2 separate regions of the Mus musculus genome follow, and region 2 is linked to region 1. A link is a contact called in public Micro-C data. All regions are on one chromosome and are shown on one strand. Each heading gives the region's core, a stretch centred on a gene start, on an enhancer-like site or on the middle of the called end of the contact. The rest is flanking DNA. Distances are from core to core; before and after follow the strand shown.

Region 1 (3,224 bases), core at 446-2,945:
GTCTAAGATGAAGACTATAATTCCATCAGTATCATCTGCTTCTCGTTCTTGCAAAATTCCTAATCTGTAAAACTAGGATGCTGTTGTGGCTTGCCTTGCTTCCCAATACAGTTTTCATGGAAAATGAAAGGCATTTAGAACAAGCTTCAGAAAAACTAAAAATAAATAAATATTGTGGCTGAGAAACATCGTGTGGCTTATATGATATCAGGCATAACGAACAGTCTGCTGGGAATGGACATTCACATTCATTCATAAGCTATGAATGACCCAGAAGCCCCCTATATAAATGTTTATGTTTCATGCTTACATGGTAGCATAGGAGACACTGAAAACACTGTGGCTAAATAAAATCCATTCTTTACTATACAACTTACATTAAATTCAATATGTACATGGCAAGGATGGATGTTTCTGTTGTACTGTACATGCAACAAGCAAGCCAGGATAACTTGTATGCAGGTAACACATTCTATTGAGATTTTTCTGAAGCATTTTTTGTTTCTTTTTACCTTGGAGGTGTTTGAAGGAAAAAAGGAGGAAAAAAGGGAAAGGAAGAAAGGAGGGAAAAAGGAAGAGAAGGAAGGAAAGAAGGAAGAAAGAACAAACCAAGACACATAACCCTGGGACTCATAACTGCTACAAAGGACTATATAGATTCCTGTGGTGTTTACAAACCCCTGTGCATACTTTCTCAAAGGTCTAGCTTAGGCTGCCACTGTACTGAAGATTCCCATACAAATAGCTTAAGGCAGTCTCAAATTGCCCAGCTTGCTAGATATCACCCACCCCCCGGCCCCCATTCTCCTTTGGAACTTTAGATTTCTATGGTGATTTTAGAATCTTGGTCCTCTCGATATGTCTAAGACTACTCTACCTCCTATGCTCTTGTATTCTACCATTCACCTACGTGTCAACTTCTTGAGGTCATGTTTTTTCTCTCATTCTCTTATGTTCCCCTAGAGCATATACTGCTGACTTAAGGAAGAGTTTTCTATGTCCTCAGTCCTGAGAAGTTTCTAGTTACTTTGCTTGGGAGCAGTGAACTCACTTAGTAAAGGGAAAAGGGAGGGTGATGACTGAGTAGGGCCCATGCAAGGGCTGTTATATGTGGAGCTGACTCATCCTTATGAAGAACAACAAGCCCATAGCTGGTAAGGACACAGCTGATGGTGGCAATGATCTTTTCTCTAAATCGCATGAAATCCCAGCACTCAGATGTCCAAAGTTCTAGGTCCATCTCATACAGACAGCATTGAGTTTGTTTTGTCTACTGATCTCTCCAGCTGAATTATTATATAATACACACAGGGCCCAGAAGAGAGTCAACAAACGAAGTGACCCAGAATCGGTCAAAATAAACATTTTTCAGTACACCAAATATTGCCATAACTGTGAACAGATGCCACAGTTCTGTTTAAGAATTTTCAGAACACTGTTCTTCTAACATCTTTAAAGAATGAAAGTATTTACTTTGATGAATATACTTCAGCTATTTTAAATGTGTGTGTGCACGCACACACACACTGATTATTGTAATTCCCAATTCTCTTTCATTAGAACACACACAAAAAAATGATGAAAATGGGCATAGAAATGCCTTGAATAACAAAAAGAACCTTGACATAGTACCTGCTATGATTTGGACAAGAAATTCATCTACCCGGCCCTGGTTCTCTTATTGAATCCTTGGTTTCCGTGTGGCAGCATTAGGAAGGGCCTAGAAGCTTTGAAGATGAGGTCTAGGTGGAGGCTGCAGGTATGTCCTCAGGGTCTGTATCTTGTTTTGGTCCCTTCCTGTGCTTCTCTGCTTCCCATCTACTGTGAGATGACTTACTTTGATCCACCGTACCCTTGGGACCACAATAATAAAGCTGGCCTACCAGGAACTTTTAAAATTGTGAGCCCAAACAAATCTTTTGTCACTTTCAATTGTTTTTCTCAGTGTTTTTCACCATGGTGAACACAGTATGCAATACAATGTGAGTGATGAGGTTTTTTTTTTGTTTGTTTTGTTTTGTTTTTCCCTTTGTAGTGAAAAGAATATTTCTAAGTTTCTGAACAAAAGTAATTTAGTTTACCAGAGCATGGACATCTAGGGGTTTATCTAAGACAGGACATAAATATTTCTTGAGTTGGATTGCTTTATATAGGATCCTTGCCTGTTTAGAACTCGTAGGATACAAGTTCTAAAGTGAATCCACAGCAACCCAGCCTGCAGACAGCAGTGGGGCCACACAACAGTTCATTTTGAGTAACAGCACAATTCTAAAACTCCACAGGAAGGGTTTCTTGACCACGGGGTGTCAATACCCATTGTTTCTAGAAATGGTTTTGTCCAAGTGTCACACCAATTTATTTGAGCTCAAAGAGAACTGATGTACTATTTAAAAACAGATCTGTTCTTTGTATAAACATGAATTAAGAAAAAAATGTAAATCTCCCATCTAGGTTTATTTTTAAGTAGGGGCTTTAATTATATATTTATAAACCTCGGGTGTTTGATGCCTTAAACAGTTAAGATAATAAGTTGGATTTGGCAGAACACGGGCTTTGATTACTAGATGGCTGGTGATCCTTGGAACACTGAGACTCACATGAAATGCCAACCTAGAAAGACGCTGTCAGAAGAACTTGGGATCCGATCTCATTTTGACTTGATTTTATTCTCCTGGAATATTGGCAAACCACATTCTCCTTCCTCCCTCCTCTCTTCATTAAACTTTATTAATTCTGATTGATACCCATCTCTGTAATTTGTACTTTTTCAAAGGATAATTGCTACAAGACCAGTTTTTAGCCTAAGTAAGTAGATGACATGAATTTAAATAAGTCTTATTTTCTAGCTGATCAAAACTGAAGTATAATGTACAGAAGGTTTTCATCATATATCTTAATTCTGCCCAATGTTTAGATATCATTTCAAATTTATTGTGACAGAGGATTATGGATGGTTACTATTTCTTTTTCCTCCCCACAACCCATCTTAGACTTTATAGCTGCACATGTGAACAGGGTATAGAGATGTGGGCAGTCTTACCTGAAAGTCCAGCTGTAACTCCTTCACATGTCATAAGAAGGTTAATAACTAGCTAAGGAAAGACGGTCAGCCTTGTCAGGTTCCATCAAAGCACATGACAGCTATGCTGTTCCACATGATGGCCATTTTGCTGTCTTATAAAATGGGTGTATCAGCTGCAAGCGATAACTTCTCAGTCTTCTAC
Region 2 (3,023 bases), core at 263-2,762, 300 kb before region 1:
TCTCCCCTTTCCCAGTACTGGAAGAGCACTGACTAATCTCAATTCTACCCCTGGGCCTACTTTCACAGTGACTTTACATACCTGGAACCTCCAGTAGGTGTTCTTTGTGATGTGGATTTGGTTGCTTTAGGCTGACAGTGCTGCCCCATCTGGCTTCCTGGCAGGAGACAGGGGCACTTTCAGGTCTGCTTGAAACAGTGACCTTTTAATATGATGGTTCTTCACTGTTTAGCCGGGAATGCTAGGATGGAAGATTTCTGGGCCCCAGGCCTCCCAGCAGCTTGGGTTTGGTGCCCTGGGTATCTACAACTGGTGACGCTTGTTTATTAGTAACTCTGACCCCCTGACAACCGAGCTGGCAGCAGTGGGGGGCTCAATCTGGAGGGGGGAAAAAGCCAGGTTTTAAATGGAGGCATCAGAGAAAGAAAGCCTTTCCCTGTGAGCCGCGGTGCCAACTCCAGCTTCAGCCCCTGTCCCTGAGCAGGCCGAGACGCTGCTTACTATCAAGCGCTCCTCCTTGACTTAGCCTGACAACAGGACATATCTGAAGGCCATCAAAACTAATGACATCAGCCTGACTTACTGCTCGGCTGGCAAGGATCTCAGCCCAGCGTAGCAGGAAGAGTGCTCAGTCTGATGCCTGAGGCTCACCAGAAAATTCCACTGGCTGGTGCCCGAGGCTGTTCTGAGACTCCAGTGAGAAGTGCCACAATAAAGCAAACCGATGCATGCGACAGAATCAAGGGTCAGAGTGGGACGTCTGGGAACTTCCTATCCACCCACCACGCGCGTTTCATAGAAAATTGAGTCTGAAGAGCTGACATTCTTTGCTGAAGGAGGGCCTATGACAGCTGTTGATGGAAGGTCAACTGTGGATCTGGGAGGCACGGCTCTCTGCTTCCTCTTTTCTTCCTTTGCCCACCCTTTTCCCACTCCCTTCCTTGGGATCAAAAGAATCAGATCCAATCACTCTAACTTTTCAGAATTGAGTTCTCATTTCTCCATGGCTACAGACCTAGTGGATCTGTAAATATTTGTGCTGAATGGGTCTGAGTTGAAATAATGGCATCTGAAGAAATCATCGATGACTGTAGGAACATCAGAGAGCAGCGTCAAGTTCCTCGGGGCCTGAGTCTTGTGCAACTTGGAAACCCGTGTTAAGAAAAGCAATACAAACTCATATTTCAAAAGGGCTGGAACAGATGGCTCAGTGGTTAAGAACACTGACTGCTATTCCAGAGGACCAAGGTTGGATTCTGAGCACCCACATGACACCTTACAACTCTCTCTAATTACAGATCCAGGGAACCCAGTGCCCTTTTCTGAACTCCACAGGCATCAGACAGACGCATGATGTATAGACTGCATGAAGTCAAAACACCCATGCACATGCAATTGGAAAATAATGGTAATGGCTGCAAGGCCTTTGAAATAGCCACACTCATTGTGCATGCAATGAGGGACTGCATTCAACTTCCCTGTCAGACTACTGCTAGGACTTTGTAGACTGGAATAGACCTGTTTGTAGAAACGACAGCTGGTATACTGGGAAGTATTTCATAACCCTCTTCTCTCATGGAATAAAGACAGCCCTAGAAATAGACGGGTACTGAACACGTGTTCCATGTGAGGAATACCAAAGAGAGCAATGAGGTCTGGAAAGGGCTGCCTCACTCAGGATGTGTGGTACTGAAGCCCAGGTAGAGGGTGAGGCCAGCTTCCTTCCCAGCTACCCACGTCTCAGTTTGTTCTCGGAGAATCTTTCACAGTTATTCTTCTTCTGAGTGCTTTGTCCAAAGGGGAGATCAGCATGGATAAAGCCATTTAGCATTGAGGGGTGAGAACAGGCTCAAGATTTACACAAATTTTTGAAGTTCTGTGTCACGGGTGGAGTCCCTTAAGTCCACATCACTGTCCTGAAGTGAACAGAAGGAAGATGTATGACCAGGGTGGCCTTTCCTCAAAGTGTGCCTGATGTCCCTGAAATAATAGGACAAATGCACACCCAGTAATCTGTCCCAACATCATTCTAGAAAACAACACGTTCACCCATTCTGTTAAGTGGTGACCTCAGCATTAGACTTTCTTCCTTTGTTTCTACCCTGTTGTCTGCCGCTTTCCAAATGGTACAACTTGGGAGTAGAGATAATTCCAGGCTCAGGAGAACTTGGTTATTTGCCTCATTCCTTTTCATTGTTGGGTCTGGCTCTGCTGAGTTTCTGTGAGGAAGAGGGCAGTCAGAATTGTGGAGTGGAGTCCCATTAGGTAAATGCTGCAGTGCTGGTTTCCTTTCCTCAGATGCCCTCGGATGGCAGGGAGACCTGACAAGGGACCATGTGTCTGGCCATTGCAGATGCATCAGCTTGGATGCCAGATTTGGTGTTCCTCAGAAATGAGCACGGGGGTGGAGAGGAGCTTGGAAACTACAGAGGACTCACAACATCTCCATGAAGGGCAACCCAGAGGGCCCCAGAGCCTGTGGTTCTGAGGTGCACATGTCCATTTCTGGTGCTGTGACCAATCCCATCACTTGGGTATCATTCTCTGTTTTGACATGCAGATTGTAGACATCTTCAGGAGTACTTCCTGGGTAATTCTAAAACTTAACAAATCCATCCTGTATGAGCCATTAAGAAATCCTCTCTATAGAAAAGCAGAAAAAGCCACGTTCAATAGGGATTTTGAATCTTATAATAATTAGTTGGTCTTGGGGAATGAGGCAAAACTATTGCTTTAAAAACAATAACTACAAGGGCCCATGAAGTGGCTCAGCAGGTAAAGCATATTGCTGTGCAAGCCAGGAGACCTGTGTTTGATCCTCAGGACCCATATGAATTTGGAAGAAGGAAACAGAGTCCACAGAGACGTTATACATACACACATTCATATGTCAATACTCACAGTAATATTGAATAACTCTAAAACCTCAACCATACCCCATATAATGCAAACAACCTGTGCATCAGCCTATAGAAAGCAACTCTGCTTTCTGTTAGGTATTTTCCAGTAGGCAGATGGTAAAA

What was found. Hi-C and Micro-C count contacts between places; a contact is called where the count stands out from the background.
Region 2: a Micro-C map of granulosa cells shows a contact between it and region 1, with 4 times the contacts expected there. The contact joins two enhancer-like sites. A contact is called at or near these places in 14 of 39 promoter capture datasets (the C10 cell line, the HPC-7 cell line, cranial neural crest and 9 more), 7 of 15 datasets of contacts at CTCF or cohesin (the G1E-ER4 cell line, the NIH/3T3 cell line, hippocampal excitatory neurons and 3 more), 148 of 484 Hi-C or Micro-C datasets (the 3T3-L1 cell line, the AML12 cell line, the AtT-20 cell line and 78 more), 15 of 115 datasets of contacts at active chromatin or transcription factors (the NIH/3T3 cell line, PVALB interneurons, astrocytes and 10 more) and 2 of 9 other capture datasets (embryonic stem cells and embryonic tail).

Annotation. Positions count from the first base shown.
Region 1 is chr2:113,501,677-113,504,900 of GRCm38.p6, reverse strand. The region is part of intron 5 of Fmn1 (formin 1); the gene reads right to left. Among named protein-coding and RNA genes, the nearest start is that of Gm13963, 110 kb to the right of the region's middle. Within about 2 kb of position 1,695, at least 4 of the 459 cell types and tissues checked have an H3K27ac peak or open chromatin away from gene starts, as enhancers often do. A contact at or near this core is called in the HL-1 cell line and granulosa cells, where this site is marked.
Region 2 is chr2:113,804,495-113,807,517 of GRCm38.p6, reverse strand. The region is part of intron 2 of Scg5 (secretogranin V); the gene reads left to right. Among named protein-coding and RNA genes, the nearest start is that of Scg5, 23 kb to the left of the region's middle. Within about 2 kb of position 1,512, at least 24 of the 459 cell types and tissues checked have an H3K27ac peak or open chromatin away from gene starts, as enhancers often do. A contact at or near this core is called in the HL-1 cell line and granulosa cells, where this site is marked.